Linked DNA regions of Mus musculus: all the other regions are linked to region 2. A link is a contact called in public promoter capture Hi-C data. All regions are on one chromosome and are shown on one strand. Each heading gives the region's core, a stretch centred on a gene start, on an enhancer-like site or on the middle of the called end of the contact. The rest is flanking DNA. Distances are from core to core; before and after follow the strand shown.

The links. Promoter capture Hi-C pulls out the DNA fragments that hold promoters and counts their contacts.
Region 1: a contact with region 2 is called in a promoter capture Hi-C map of neutrophils, with 2.6 times the contacts expected there. The contact joins the promoter of Aph1b here to the promoter of Pif1 in region 2. A contact is called at or near these places in 6 of 39 promoter capture datasets (the 3T3-L1 cell line, 3T3-L1-derived adipocytes, erythroid cells and 3 more) and 2 of 115 datasets of contacts at active chromatin or transcription factors (astrocytes and embryonic stem cells).
Region 3: a contact with region 2 is called in a promoter capture Hi-C map of pre-B cells, with 2.8 times the contacts expected there. The contact joins the promoter of Rpl4 here to the promoter of Pif1 in region 2. A contact is called at or near these places in 2 of 39 promoter capture datasets (erythroid cells and pre-B cells) and 1 of 115 datasets of contacts at active chromatin or transcription factors (embryonic forebrain).
Region 4: a promoter capture Hi-C map of pre-B cells shows a contact between it and region 2, with 5 times the contacts expected there. The contact joins the promoter of Rps27l here to the promoter of Pif1 in region 2. A contact is called at or near these places in 2 of 39 promoter capture datasets (erythroid cells and pre-B cells) and 1 of 115 datasets of contacts at active chromatin or transcription factors (embryonic stem cells).

The regions. Positions count from the first base shown.
Region 1 is chr9:66,793,728-66,796,697 of GRCm38.p6, reverse strand. Aph1b (aph1 homolog B, gamma secretase subunit) reads left to right here and starts at 1,275. Exons shown (of 6, transcript NM_177583.4): 1 at 1,275-1,445; 2 at 2,458-2,628. The coding sequence starts at 1,333.
Region 2 is chr9:65,585,624-65,588,873 of GRCm38.p6, reverse strand. It overlaps Pif1 (PIF1 5'-to-3' DNA helicase), which reads right to left and starts at 1,700. Exons shown (of 12, transcript NM_172453.5): 1 at 480-1,700. The coding sequence starts at 1,025.
Region 3 is chr9:64,171,594-64,174,898 of GRCm38.p6, reverse strand. It overlaps Rpl4 (ribosomal protein L4), which reads right to left and starts at 1,512. Exons shown (of 10, transcript NM_024212.4): 1 at 1,466-1,512; 2 at 1-75. The coding sequence starts at 1,468. Zwilch (zwilch kinetochore protein) reads left to right here and starts at 1,968. Exons shown (of 19, transcript NM_026507.4): 1 at 1,968-2,081. The coding sequence starts at 2,008.
Region 4 is chr9:66,944,745-66,947,672 of GRCm38.p6, reverse strand. Rps27l (ribosomal protein S27-like) reads right to left here and starts at 1,587. Exons shown (of 4, transcript NM_026467.5): 1 at 1,493-1,587; 2 at 734-842; 3 at 1-86. The coding sequence starts at 1,498.

The sequences.
Region 1 (2,970 bases), core at 26-2,525, 1.2 Mb before region 2:
CTAGGTTCATCCAGTTCAACCTAAGCTTCATTTAAAAGCAAACCCACTCATAAATGACACAAGATCAAACACACTATCCCTAACACCTAGGACCGTAAACATTTCACCAAGGTCTCTTAAAGAACAATAATTAGTTTTCCACTCATCGGGCTAAAAGAACCTTATTAGAGTGAACCTAATTAAAGAGTGAAGTCAAGTCAGTTTATTTCTAACAACTGACCCACTTCTAACTTCTGGAGATGAGGGAAGACAAGAACTAGGAAGATGAAGATTCTGCTGGTTGCTCTGGAATTTTCTCTGGTTTGTGATGACCAGAAACCTCTTCATCTGGCATAACCCTTCATAGCCCTACTGATATGTGACCGGGAAAGGCTGCTCTCTGGGTGGGAAGAATTCTATGTGTTTTTTACATGGATTCTGGCATTTCTCTATGCATCAGGTTTTGTAATATATATGTCAAGTATTACAGCTTTCACCTCTATATTCTTTCTCCATCAGCATGTAATCCAGGTATAAAAGCTAAGCCTAGGAACAGTGGGGCTCAAGGTGATGAACAAAACTCCATCAGTAACTGAGCAGGGACAAACCCTAGGCCTAATGTCTGGAGCGGCTGACTCTGACTACACTTATAACACCTCGGAGCCCCGCCCACTACATTACCAGGTCTCCAGAACTTCGGCTCGCTTTGGCTGGAGTAGGGCGGCACTCTGAGCTTGCTCTGGCTGGAGTAGGGCGGCGCTCTGAGCTCGCTCTGCAGGCGCTGACAGGTCTGGGAGCGACTCAAAGCCCCGCCTCCCAGGCTCCGACCTGGCTCCGGTTTGACTGGGCGTGGGACTCCTCCAGGCTCTCCGCCTTCCGACCTCCGTTCCCTGTTCTGACAGGATCTGTGCTCCGAAGCCACGCCCCTCCTCTGCCCTCGGAGCACCTCGAGTCCCCTGCCGAGCTCCGCCCAGCAACCCGCTTTTACAGGCCAAGGAGCAGCTCAGGCCCCAACTCCCGAACCCTGCCTTGTCCCGTGTGACTAGAGGACCTCGAGGTCCTGCATGCCAACCCTCGCTCTGCCGTCCACTCTGATAGGCTATGGAACTCTTCCAGGCCTGGCCTCCCGAAGCTCCCTCCTGTTGCCTCTTTGACTAGGGCACCGAAGGCTCCGCCTCTCGAGCCCCGTCCCGCCCTCGGCATCTCCAGACCCCGCCTCACGGGCTCCGCCTCGTCCACTGCTCTGACGGAGCACCGGAGCCTCGCCACCCAGCCCCGCCCCGTATCCAGGACCCGCTGTCCATTGGGCACTGCAGGGCCCTCGGGCCCCCGCGACTGGCTCCCGAGGTCGTCATGACGGCTGCGGTGTTCTTTGGTTGCGCCTTCATCGCCTTCGGGCCCGCGCTCGCTCTTTATGTCTTCACCATCGCCACCGACCCTTTGCGAGTCATCTTCCTCATCGCCGGGTGAGGCTGCGCTGTGTCCCGGACGCCGCGGGTTCCCTCCCTCTCCTGGGTTCCCACGACCCCGGGATCCCCATCTCCCAGGGGCTCCAGCTTGTGGTGCGGTCCAGGGCTGGAACTGTTCCTGGGAGGGTCTGAGAAGAGCAGGCCCGTAGGCTAAGCAGGCGCCCCTTGGCTTCTGTTGGCTGAGTGTGGGAACAAGCAGATAGATTCCTGCATGAAGCCTTTGTCTTTCTGTAGGAATCTCTCATTTCCCTCAGTGCTGAGCAGCATCGAAGAGTCGTTATCACTACTCTCTGCCATTAAAGTCACCTGGAGATCAGATGTTTATTCCCTGCCCCCCACCCTCACATCAATCCTCGGACTCAGAATGTCTGTGCAGACTATTCAGGCTCAGATTTTCTTTGTAGACTCCTGGGTAATGGTTTGGGTGCAGTCAAGGAGGAAAGTTCGAGAAAACACAGTAACAACTGACCAGGCGGCATGTCCTCCTGGGAGCTTGGTAAATACCGGAACTCTGCTGGTGAACGTGGTCTTGGTCTCGCTGCACCTGCCCGAAGTTTGCAGCTTCTGAACTTTCCATTATATTAATGCAGGCGTTAGGTATTCATTTTCTTTTAGAAAAAGACACTTGACAATATCTAACCATTAAACTTATATTTTCTGGTGAATTTTGAGGATATGAAATTTGCAACTGTCACTGGTTGTATATTTCTATAGCACACAAAGCATCTCTTAGGAAAAATAGTCAGCAACCAAGTGCCTCTTAGTCCTTGACAGATAGTGCCCTAGCGTGCACGCGACAGGGTCACTGAATCGTTCTTGTTAAGCACATCTGACGTTCCTCTTGGACTATTTGTCTCACTAGGAGAAAAAAAAAATTCTGATCTAAAACATCACTTTGTGAGGATTGTTTACTAAAAATGATTTGTAGCTCAAGCAGGTTTGATTTAAAGTCATTATTAAGCCTGTGCTTCTGTTAACTTGTGATTTTTTTTTTCCTTCTACGTTCCAGTGCTTTCTTCTGGTTGGTGTCTCTCCTGCTGTCATCCGTTTTTTGGTTCCTAGTGAGAGTCATTACTGACAACAGAGATGGACCAGTACAGAATTACCTGCTCATCTTCGGAGTGTTGCTCTCTGTCTGTATCCAAGAGCTGTTCAGGCTCGCATATTATAAGCTGTTAAAGTAAGTTAAGTGTTTGTTTTATTTTCCCAGTTAGACTTGAATTACGATTTAGTGATTGCTACAATTTTAGCCTGAAAATATTGAATATTTAAATTTACAATCCGGTTTGCCTGCCCTCCTGCTCCTCCTTATCTTTCTCTCTTCATTCTTCCCAAAAGTGTTTCTTCAAAAATTTCCCAATGCCAGACACTTTGTAGAAGCTGAGGTACAAAGGTGGGTTAAGAGACAGAAGCTCTGGCCTGGTAGAATTTATAATGAGAGGAAACAGGCAAGATATGAATGAACAAAAAGAAATCCACTATTGAAGAAAAATAACCCAGGGAAATAATTACTGAAACAATA
Region 2 (3,250 bases), core at 451-2,950:
CCGACAGATACCAGACTTCATTTCTGGCTTTTCATCAGTTCAGTGTCAGGCATCTTAGATTGGTGACCACACCCGATCGAATCTAAAAGCTCCGTCAGATCCACCTGATGGTTTTCTCCTCAGGTGATTGGACGATTGCCTGCCCCTGATCCCTTTCTATTATTTCCCAAAGTTCCTCTCTTCTGGGACTTAATACCCGTTCTTTCCTCTAAGTTTTTGTCTTGTCTCCTCCGCCGCTATTTCTTTGGATGTGGCCAGGATCCTAGTTTCCTGTTCTCAGCTTATCTAATCTTGGGACTTACTGGTGGGTAAGCATGGATGATTTACACCTCACCATCATATTCAAATAAGGTACGATGGGCATTTCAAATCACCAGCTGTCTCCTTAATACTCCTGACTATCTTCCCCCAACCTTGGGCCTCCAGGGTTTCTTCGATCCTCAATAATAGCTCGCCCACACTCCCTTTTTGGTTCTCACCGTACTAGTCTGGGATTCCATTGGCCGCTTTTCCAGCGCAGAATCTGGAGCCTTGGTGGCTGCAGCACGCTGCAGTTCCTCTGGCTGCACTGGACTGATGGTGACAAAGTCTCGGGGCCGCGGGCCGAGCAACTGTGCGCGGGCAGAGGCGGGTCCCGGCCCAGGGGCAACCGCCAGCTTCAGGCGCAGCGTGCGCAGGAAGCGGCGCAAGCGCTCCGGGGGACAGTCGGAGAGGAGCAGTTGCACTGAGCCAGCTCCAGGGACTCCATCGGTGGGGAGCCGCAACGTGCTGCGCCCAGTCGCAGCGAAGCGGGTGAAGAGGCGCACGGCGCGTAGCGGGAAACAGCGTGGCCGCCCCGTGGGTCCCGGTGCCTGCAGTCGCAGCATTAACTCACGTCGTTCGTTTCGACCTAGGCTCAGCTCTGCGGCGCGCAGGGCCTGGCGCTTGCGAGGTTGCCCTCCAGGACTCAGCTCCTCCACGGCTACCCGGCACCGGAGCTCCGCATCGTCACATTCATCGGTCGCCGCCTCTGTGCTAGAAGGCATCTCCAATGCCTCTGCAGGCGTGCAGAGACCGGAGCGCATAAGTCACAGAAAATCGAGATGTAATAGGTGGTATGGCTGCGGTGACGGGAAATCCTGTCCAGACCTCTTAGTGTCAACAGGTTGTCACTGGTAACAGAAGGTGCCACCAAGATATTCCAAGCACTCTGGAGCGAGGAGAAACGTCCTCTGCTGCTGGAAGGTGGGGTCACATGCACTTAGGATTCGCGAGCGATTGTCCTGCAATGTCCACATTAGAAAGGTGTTCCTGCTCAGAAAAGAAGCTTGTTGAGGAGACTCACCCAGGCCAACAGGGGACTCGTTAGGGACTTCTACCCAGGAAGCAGAACAATAATCACACGTTGGGCGATGGGAAAGAGACTGGCTGGAAGTGAAAACAGGCTGAGACTTGCACACCCCCTTCAATAACCAATTAGTAGGTATCAGGGTCAGTGTGGTTCCAGTGCTTTGGAAAGGGTAAATGATTAGGGAATGTCTGGAACCTCCAGGCCCAGGAATCCATTGTCCCTCCGTCTGACCCACGAATCTGTACCTCTCCCAGCGAGGATCACTAAAATAATCGCGTTCTTTGCCTCCCACCTCAAGGATCCGATAGACTCGTTGCTTTCAGATGAAAAAGCTGATCTGAACCGGCCGGCAGAAAGCTTCAGCAGGAAGAACATTCAAATACTAGGAATAGAAAAACCACCCTATCACCGGCCTGGTCTTTAAATTCTCTAGCCAATCAGGGACAGGGGCGGGGGCGTGTCTACGGGCCGGCGTTTCTTCGTCTTTCCAACTCTCTGAGGACAGTTAACCAGAAGCAGGCTTTTTGTGTTTGGTCTTGGGTGCGTTTTAGAGTTCCACGAGTGGGCGTGGTGGGGTAGGGATGGGGCTGCGGCTCCGTGGCGCGTGGCGTATTGTTACCCAAGGCGGCTCTAAAGATTTGAGAACCCTTCAATTTACGCTGTCTGCTTTTCTCATTCTACCACCACCACATGACTGTGCTTGGCTTTGGGGAGACCCTGTTCCCACCCACAGAACGAACCACTGGCTCCTGTTCAGGTCATTCCCTGGGCCAGCCAAGTCCGCTTCCCTGTTCCCTAATTCTTTGCCCTTCTCTGCCCCCTTGTCTTTTACCCTGCTGAGACTACAGATGTCCAGTGGTTATAAAGGAAGCCAGTTAGTCCTTGTTCTCAGGGAATTCTTACTCCTCTGGTTGCTTTGACCACTCCGAGAATTTATCTTTTTCAGTTGGGGCCTTGTTACATTTTATAGGCTTTTTTTTTTTTTTTTTTTTTTTTTTTTGGTTTTTCGAGACAGGGTTTCTCTGTGTAGCCTTGGCTGTCCTGGAACTCACTTTGTAGACCAGGCTGGCCTCGAACTCAGAAATCCGTGTAGGCTGGTTTTAAAAATTCCTGGCCTTAAGGGATCCTCCTTCAGCTCCCTAAATAGCTGTGACTATAAGCACTTGACAAGATCCAGCTTTGAAAACTTACTTTTAATTATTATTTTTCCTTCACTGAAGTTTGAAATTACATAGCTGGAAGGGATCTTCTGGGTGGGTCCAGTCACCTCATTTTACAGATAATAATAGCCACTACAAACTAAATTCATTCATTCTTTCTTTCTTTCTTCTTTCTTTCCCCTCCCCCTCTTCCCTCCAAGATATCATATATCCAAGGCTAGCCTCAAATATCTCTAAGTTGCTACTCTCAGGGACATAACATTGAGTTTCTGATCTTTCTGCCTCCACCTAAATGTTACAATTCCATGCATCTACCACTGTGGCCAGTCAGCGCTGAGGATCAGAGTGTACAGCCCTCAAATTTGATATTCAAAATAAGAATTATAAGAATTGTTAAGAATTATTTTACTTTATGTGTATGAATGTTTTGCCTGCATGTGCTCCACTTGTGTGCCTGTTGAACCTCCTGAAACTGATGCTTGTGAACCACCACGTGGGGTCTGGGACTTGGAGATCTCTGCAAGACCCATGTGTGCTCTTTACTGCTGAGCCATCTCTCTAATCCTGAAAATGTTTTCGTTGGAACTGGAGGAATGGCTCACAGGTTAAGACCATTTGTTTTCAGCTAGTACAGTGACTCACAACCTTGTGTTCCAGGAGATCTAACACCTTCTGGTACACACATTCAAACATGTAGGAAAAACTCTATGAACATATAGATGTGTGTGCATATGCATATATGTTTAAATAAATATTAAAA
Region 3 (3,305 bases), core at 263-2,762, 1.4 Mb after region 2:
AGCTGGCAAAGTGACATTCTTGCCAGATGACTCTCCCTTTTCGGAGTACACCGATATGAGGGGACGGGCACAAGCCTTGGAAGGAATAAAAAAAGTAACTAAAACAGAGGAAGTACCATCTCCTGTATTTGAAACCTAGATTTTAAAGCCCACATTATTAGTACTTGCAAACAGATATGACTCCCTGGGGACTAGGAAGGCAGGTGTTAACTGTGTGAGACAGGAAATACAATGCCAATAAAACCATATAATGTTATAATAATAATAATGGATTCACTTAAAAATAATCAAGAGTACTTATATTGACAACATTGGAGACACATTCATCCCATAATTAAATGTCAAGAGCTTGATATCTGGAGACAAATATGTAAATACAGAAGTAAAAGTCCCAATATTTGAGGCCATATACAGGCCAATCTGTGGAATCAGTTTGAGGCAAGTATTGCTTTGCAGGAGACCCCAAATTCAAGCAACACAGTAAACCACCACTGGGTTTATCATTTCAATAGTTTTACAGCAAAAGGACAACCTGAAAATCTATCAATTTTAATGAGAAACAAACTTGGAAGCAACATTATAAAAACTGTTCATAGATACTGTTTAATGAGGACATGTTAAATTAATTCTACCCTCACCAACTTCAGCAAAGCTGGCCTGCTCATTTATCCAATGTTCCAGACCCCTTCAAATTCAGAAACGTTTTGATACTCTGAAAGACTCTTAACTGAGGATTCCACCAGCACTTAGGTCTGACCTATTTCCCATGTGCCCTTCCAGATACTATACCATCTCTTCTACTATACCCCCCTTTAAGTCGTCTCACAATAGGACAACCTATCTAGTCGGTTTAACGATGAATCTAACAGTCTCCAAATTACTGTGGTCAGAACAACCTTAATCCATCTACAGATAAACATTCGTGGTAAAACAATATACTAATTACTACTGAAAACTCGCTTAAGATTCAAAGGTCTAGATTACATCATATAAAGTAACGAAGACATGCATTTCCAGAAATTGTCTTAAAGAGGTGAAGGCAATCTTCCTGGAAAGCATAAATTCAGATATCCTTCAGCCCTTTTCTTTGAAGACAATTTCTCCGGACTGAAAGCACATGACCCGCCACGGCCTGTGCGGAGTTGTCATCGGACGATCTCGAACCCCTGACAAGTCTCTGGCATCAAAACGCTCGGCTTCCAGCAACCCTGCTTAGAACTAAGCAAAGCTTAGAACTAAGAAAAGCTAAGATCCCAAAGGTTCCTCTACCATCCACCTGGCGCTGTTGCCCACGTTGCCTCTAAGATGGCTGCCTCAGCGCCCACAACTCAGCTCCGGCCAGAAAAGGTGCTAGGTTTCCTTTCCCTCGTCTCCTCTCTGCAGATTCCATGTTCTGAACCTTCGCCCTCCTCTATAGCCGCCCCCCAGACCAGGGGGAAGCCCAGTGTAGAAGACCTCCACTCACCATGACGGGGAGAGGAGAAGGCCACGCTCCTCTCTACCCGGCTGCTCCCACAGGAAAAGGAAAGACTTGTCACTTGTACTCTATATATCCTTCCACTCGTCTTCCGCATCCTGCCCCTTATCAAAATCAAATTAGAGACACGATCTATCTTTCTGCTACATGTAAAAATTTCAAAAGGTAATATTATTGCGTGACGTGTGTTAAAATTATGTATTCATTTTTTTTAAAGTTAAAAAGAGTGATTAGAAAGGAGGGACTCTTTTTCGCGGAATAATTCGTAACTCGTCACAACTCTCGCGAGAATTATCTTTCTCCTCATCCCGCCCACCCTCATCATAACATCTCTTTTAGTCCATTTTTTCCCCCCTAACAGAAATGGGAGACTTTTGGAATAGTAAATTGAGGGGATGCTCTACTAAATTAAAGCAATGTGTTAGCGTTGAGTACAAACCGAACTTAAAGCGTGAAGTAGTTCCGGCGGGGCGGGGTCATGGCCTCTGACGTCATTGTCTGGGCGCGCAGTTCAGTTTAACTTCTTAGCAATGGACGGAGGCCACGGCGGTATGTGGTCGCGAATGAACCGCGCGGCGGAGGAGTTTTATGCTCGTCTCCGGCAGTGAGTTGTGGTTGGGGAATGGGATGGTACTTGTCCCTCCCCTGCCGGTGGTGTTTGCCACAGCTGGCTGCCGGCTTTCCTGGACCTGGGATGTGAGAGGCAGCCAGGGCTCTGCGGAGGCCTAGGCTACTGCCGGCCTCCGGAGAAAACACCCGAGCTTACCCAAGGGAGGCAAGATGGCAAAGCAGTGTACGGATTGGACTGATGTACACGCTTCTAAGTAGAGGCTCCTGGGACACAGAGAGCTAGATGTCATCGGGCCTCAAGCTCAGAAACGGACAGAATCCGCATCGACCCTCCTCGGCAGCCTCCTGATGCCGAGATGAGAGGCGTGAGCCGTGCCACAAATTCACTGTGTTCCCTCAGTGAAATTCTGTCAACTTCTACATCCTGTGTGAAAATCTAAGTCAGCGACTCACATCAGAATCACCCACAGGGTTGCCAAAATATACATTGACTGGCTCAGCCTCTGAGATTTTTGATTTCGTAGGCCTGATGTGAAGACAAAAAACTTTAATTCTAGGTGCAAGGTGTTGCTAGTTGGGTATAGCCCATTAGTCTCTAAATGCTATCATTTTTAACTGCCATTATTGCCCCTCCTGTTTACAAAAGCAGTAATAATTTTTCACTACTACAGGAAAAGAACTAATGTGCTTTTGTTTTTTAAGATAGTTTCAGAGCCCGGCGTGGTGGCGCACGCCTTTAATCCCAGCACTCGGGAGGCAGAGGCAGGCGAAGTTCGAGGCCAGCCTGGTCTAGAGAGTGAGTTCCAGGACAGCCAGAGCTATACAGAGAAACCCTGTCTCGAAAAATCAAAAAAAAAAAAAAAAAAAAAAAAAATAGTGTCTCTGTGTAACCCTGTCTGTCTTGGAACTCAATCTGTAGAGTAGGCTGGCCTGGAACTCAGAGATCCGGCCGCCTCAGCCCTCAGAGTGCTGGGGGTCAAAGGCGGGAGCCACCACTGCCCAGCTAAAACTAGTGGGTTTTAGTGGTTGGGTTTTTGTTGTTGTGTTGTGTTTGTTTTTTTTTGTTTTTTTTTTTTTTGAGACAGGGTTTCTCTGTGTAGCACTGGTTGTCCTGGAACTCACTCTGTAGACCAGGCTGGCCTTGAACTCAGAAATTCACCTGCCTCTGCCTCCCTAGTGCTACGAATAAAAGCATGAGCCACCACGCCCAACAAAACTGATGTTTTTAAAGAAGCTAATGTCTTTGAGCTCAGGAACT
Region 4 (2,928 bases), core at 338-2,837, 1.4 Mb before region 2:
TGTGGGCTGGCACAACACAGTTGAACAACCCACACAAAGAACCACAGTCTGTGCATGGCTGAAAACTGTAGTAATCTTGTAGCAACCTAGAAAGGGAAGGAAGGGGAACCATACATTAAAAACTTGAAAAGCAGATGAAAACACAGCCCCAGCTCTTCATTTTTCTTGATAGCATGTAAAGTACTTGTCATTTATATATTAAGTGATGTTTTAACAGAACTTAAGTTTAACAGAATTTCCTGTAAATTCTGTAAACAATAATTATTCTAGAAGTCACTTGTTTTTTTTAAGGTGAAACATTAAATTTAGTATTCCAGAACCGTTAACATTTCAGCATGTAACAGACATGTCATCTGTTTCAAGTTATAGCTTCAGTGTAGTGTTTTACTCTTAAATTCTGTTTCCATTTCCACATGTTAAGTACTAAACAGACACATATGGTATAGCAAACACATCAGACAGCAGTTTGAGAATGAAGAATCAACATATATTTTATTTGCATTGCAAAAAAGAAAATTCATCATCTTAATGATCATCTTAAGTTAAAGACTTAAGTCAACGTATCCTTTACCTGGCTCCCATATGTTTCTACAAAGGTTTGAGTATGTTTCTTTAAAATGACCCTTATGACAATTCTGTAATGTCATTTCTAGTCAACAGTGGATCCTGACTTATTAAAGTGTGAATCTTTCCTGAAACGTCCTTTAGGACAGGGAAATTTGAAATTTTATACCTGGACATTTCACATCCATGAAGTAAGAATTTGGGCTCTGAACCAGCCGTTTCTTCTTATGTTTTTTCTTCTCCTCCTCCAAGGAAGGGTGTAACAGATCTCTAGCCAGCTGTGGAAGGAAACATATTGTTACTACTGGAGTCACAGTACACGGGTGGCAGCCCGAATCACACGAGGAACGCAAAGCAGGAGCAACAGGCACACTCCGCAGAGGGGGTACTTAAGACCCTAACTTTTCAAGATAGGACCACTTTCACCCACACGTTGCCAGTCCTTTCCTGGCACTTTACAGCGCTCGGGCAGCATATGGGAGAGAGAACCCCTTTGTCGTTTGGCTGGGTAGCCATCAAAGCTAAGTAAAAACCAGCGTCTGGCTCGGGCCTCCCCGAAGCCGCAGCGCAGCAGATCAGAACAAGGCCGGGATGACCTCAGCCCCGGGGCTCCACATCCAATGGCCAGCACAGGGCTGCGGCATGCTCGCCCGGGGTGGAGTGAACGTGTCGGAAGCTGCGAGGCCCGTTAGTGACCCTGAAGCCCATGGTGAGCTGGGAGCTGCACCCCACGGGCTGGCCACTCACGCGAGCCCGGACAGGGCCCGCCACGCCATGCCGCGCCGTGTCGCCCGGACAAGTCTCAACAAGCCCGCCATGCCTCGGCCCGCAGGAGCAAGAGACGCCGCGGGCTTAGCCGCCTGCCGAGGCGCCAGACTAACAGAAAGCCTGAAGGAAAGCAAGCCCGAGCCCAAAGTCAAAAACTTACGGGCATGGTGACGGCTCCGCAAGCGCGGCCGCTCCAGGTCGCCGAGACGAACTGCTCGCTTTCGAGCGCCCCTCAGCAACTTCCGGGATAGAGGCGGCGGGGAGGAGTGGAGAGGAGTGGAGGCGGGGGCGACCGCTCTAGGCTCCCGTCTCAGTGGTACGGCTCCCGCCCTGACCGCCGGGCCAAGTCCAATGAGGGACATTTAAATGGCTTCTGCGTTAAACTCCGACTCCGCCCTGCACCCAGGCCGGGCTTCGGAGGCCCGGGCATTAGGCATTAGAGGGAAACCAGACCCGAGGCTGCAACTAGCCTGGTCTCCCCTGTTCATTGTGCGGGGCAGCGGACAGGGGGACACACGGAACAATAATCTTTGTTCTTCGCTGTATTACAAACACCATAGGCGAGCCTGGGAGGGGGCTGGCTCAGCGCTTAAGAGTGTGTGTTGGTTAAGACTGTGTACTGCTCCCGCAGACGATCTGGGTTTGGTTTTCAGAACCGAGCTGGGCGGTTCGAAACTGCCTCAAACTCAACTCCAGGGAGATCTGCAGGTCTTTTCTGATCTCTATGGCACTGCACTCCCTATGCGCGCGCGCGCACACACACACTCATAATTAAATTTAAAAATCTGATTTTGGGGTTGGAGGTGTAGCTCAGCTAATAGCATGCTTGCCTTGCCTTCATGAAGCCTTAGGTTAAATCCCTAACACCACTAAATAAATAATTTTTAACTAGAAAGATCCCACTGACGGGTTGTGAAACAAACTTCTAGTCTTGTGTCTGTGCCTTCTAAGGAGTGAGACTTGAAGTTCTGCACCGGATAGGCTTCACCTCCGGTTTGCTTTGCTCTGAAATAGTTTTTTAAACAAATCCCATTTGCTGCTGTGTTTGATATGCCTCTGTCTCAGAAAACGTGGTAGGTGGCACCTAAGAAAGAAACCTGATATTGACCCCCTGGCTTAAACACACACACATACACCATTTATAAGCTTGACCCTAAGACTGTCCTACCAATTTGGGGAAAAAAAAAAGATGTATAATACTCAATTTGCATAAAGCAGAAGAAAATTAAAACACCGCATTCCCTCATGGAGGAGTGCTCACCCAGTAAGTAAGAAACCCCGAGTTTGATTTCCAGCACTGGATACATCTAGGGGTATGGGGCACACTTATTATAATCCAGCACTTGGGGTTTAGGCAGGAGGGTTGGAAATTCAAGATCATCTTCAGCCATATGGGGCCATCTCTGGAACACCAAAAATGAATAAACTGTAAGTCAATACTAAATATGGTGATATAGATAACTATGTAAATTATTATGTGTGTACGGGGAAAATAATGGTCCTAGAAGTTCCAATGTCTCAATGTCCATGGTCTGTGGTTACTTGACGAGTACAGTTAAGGCTGCAGTCTGCATGAGATGCCTGCCCTAGTCTCTG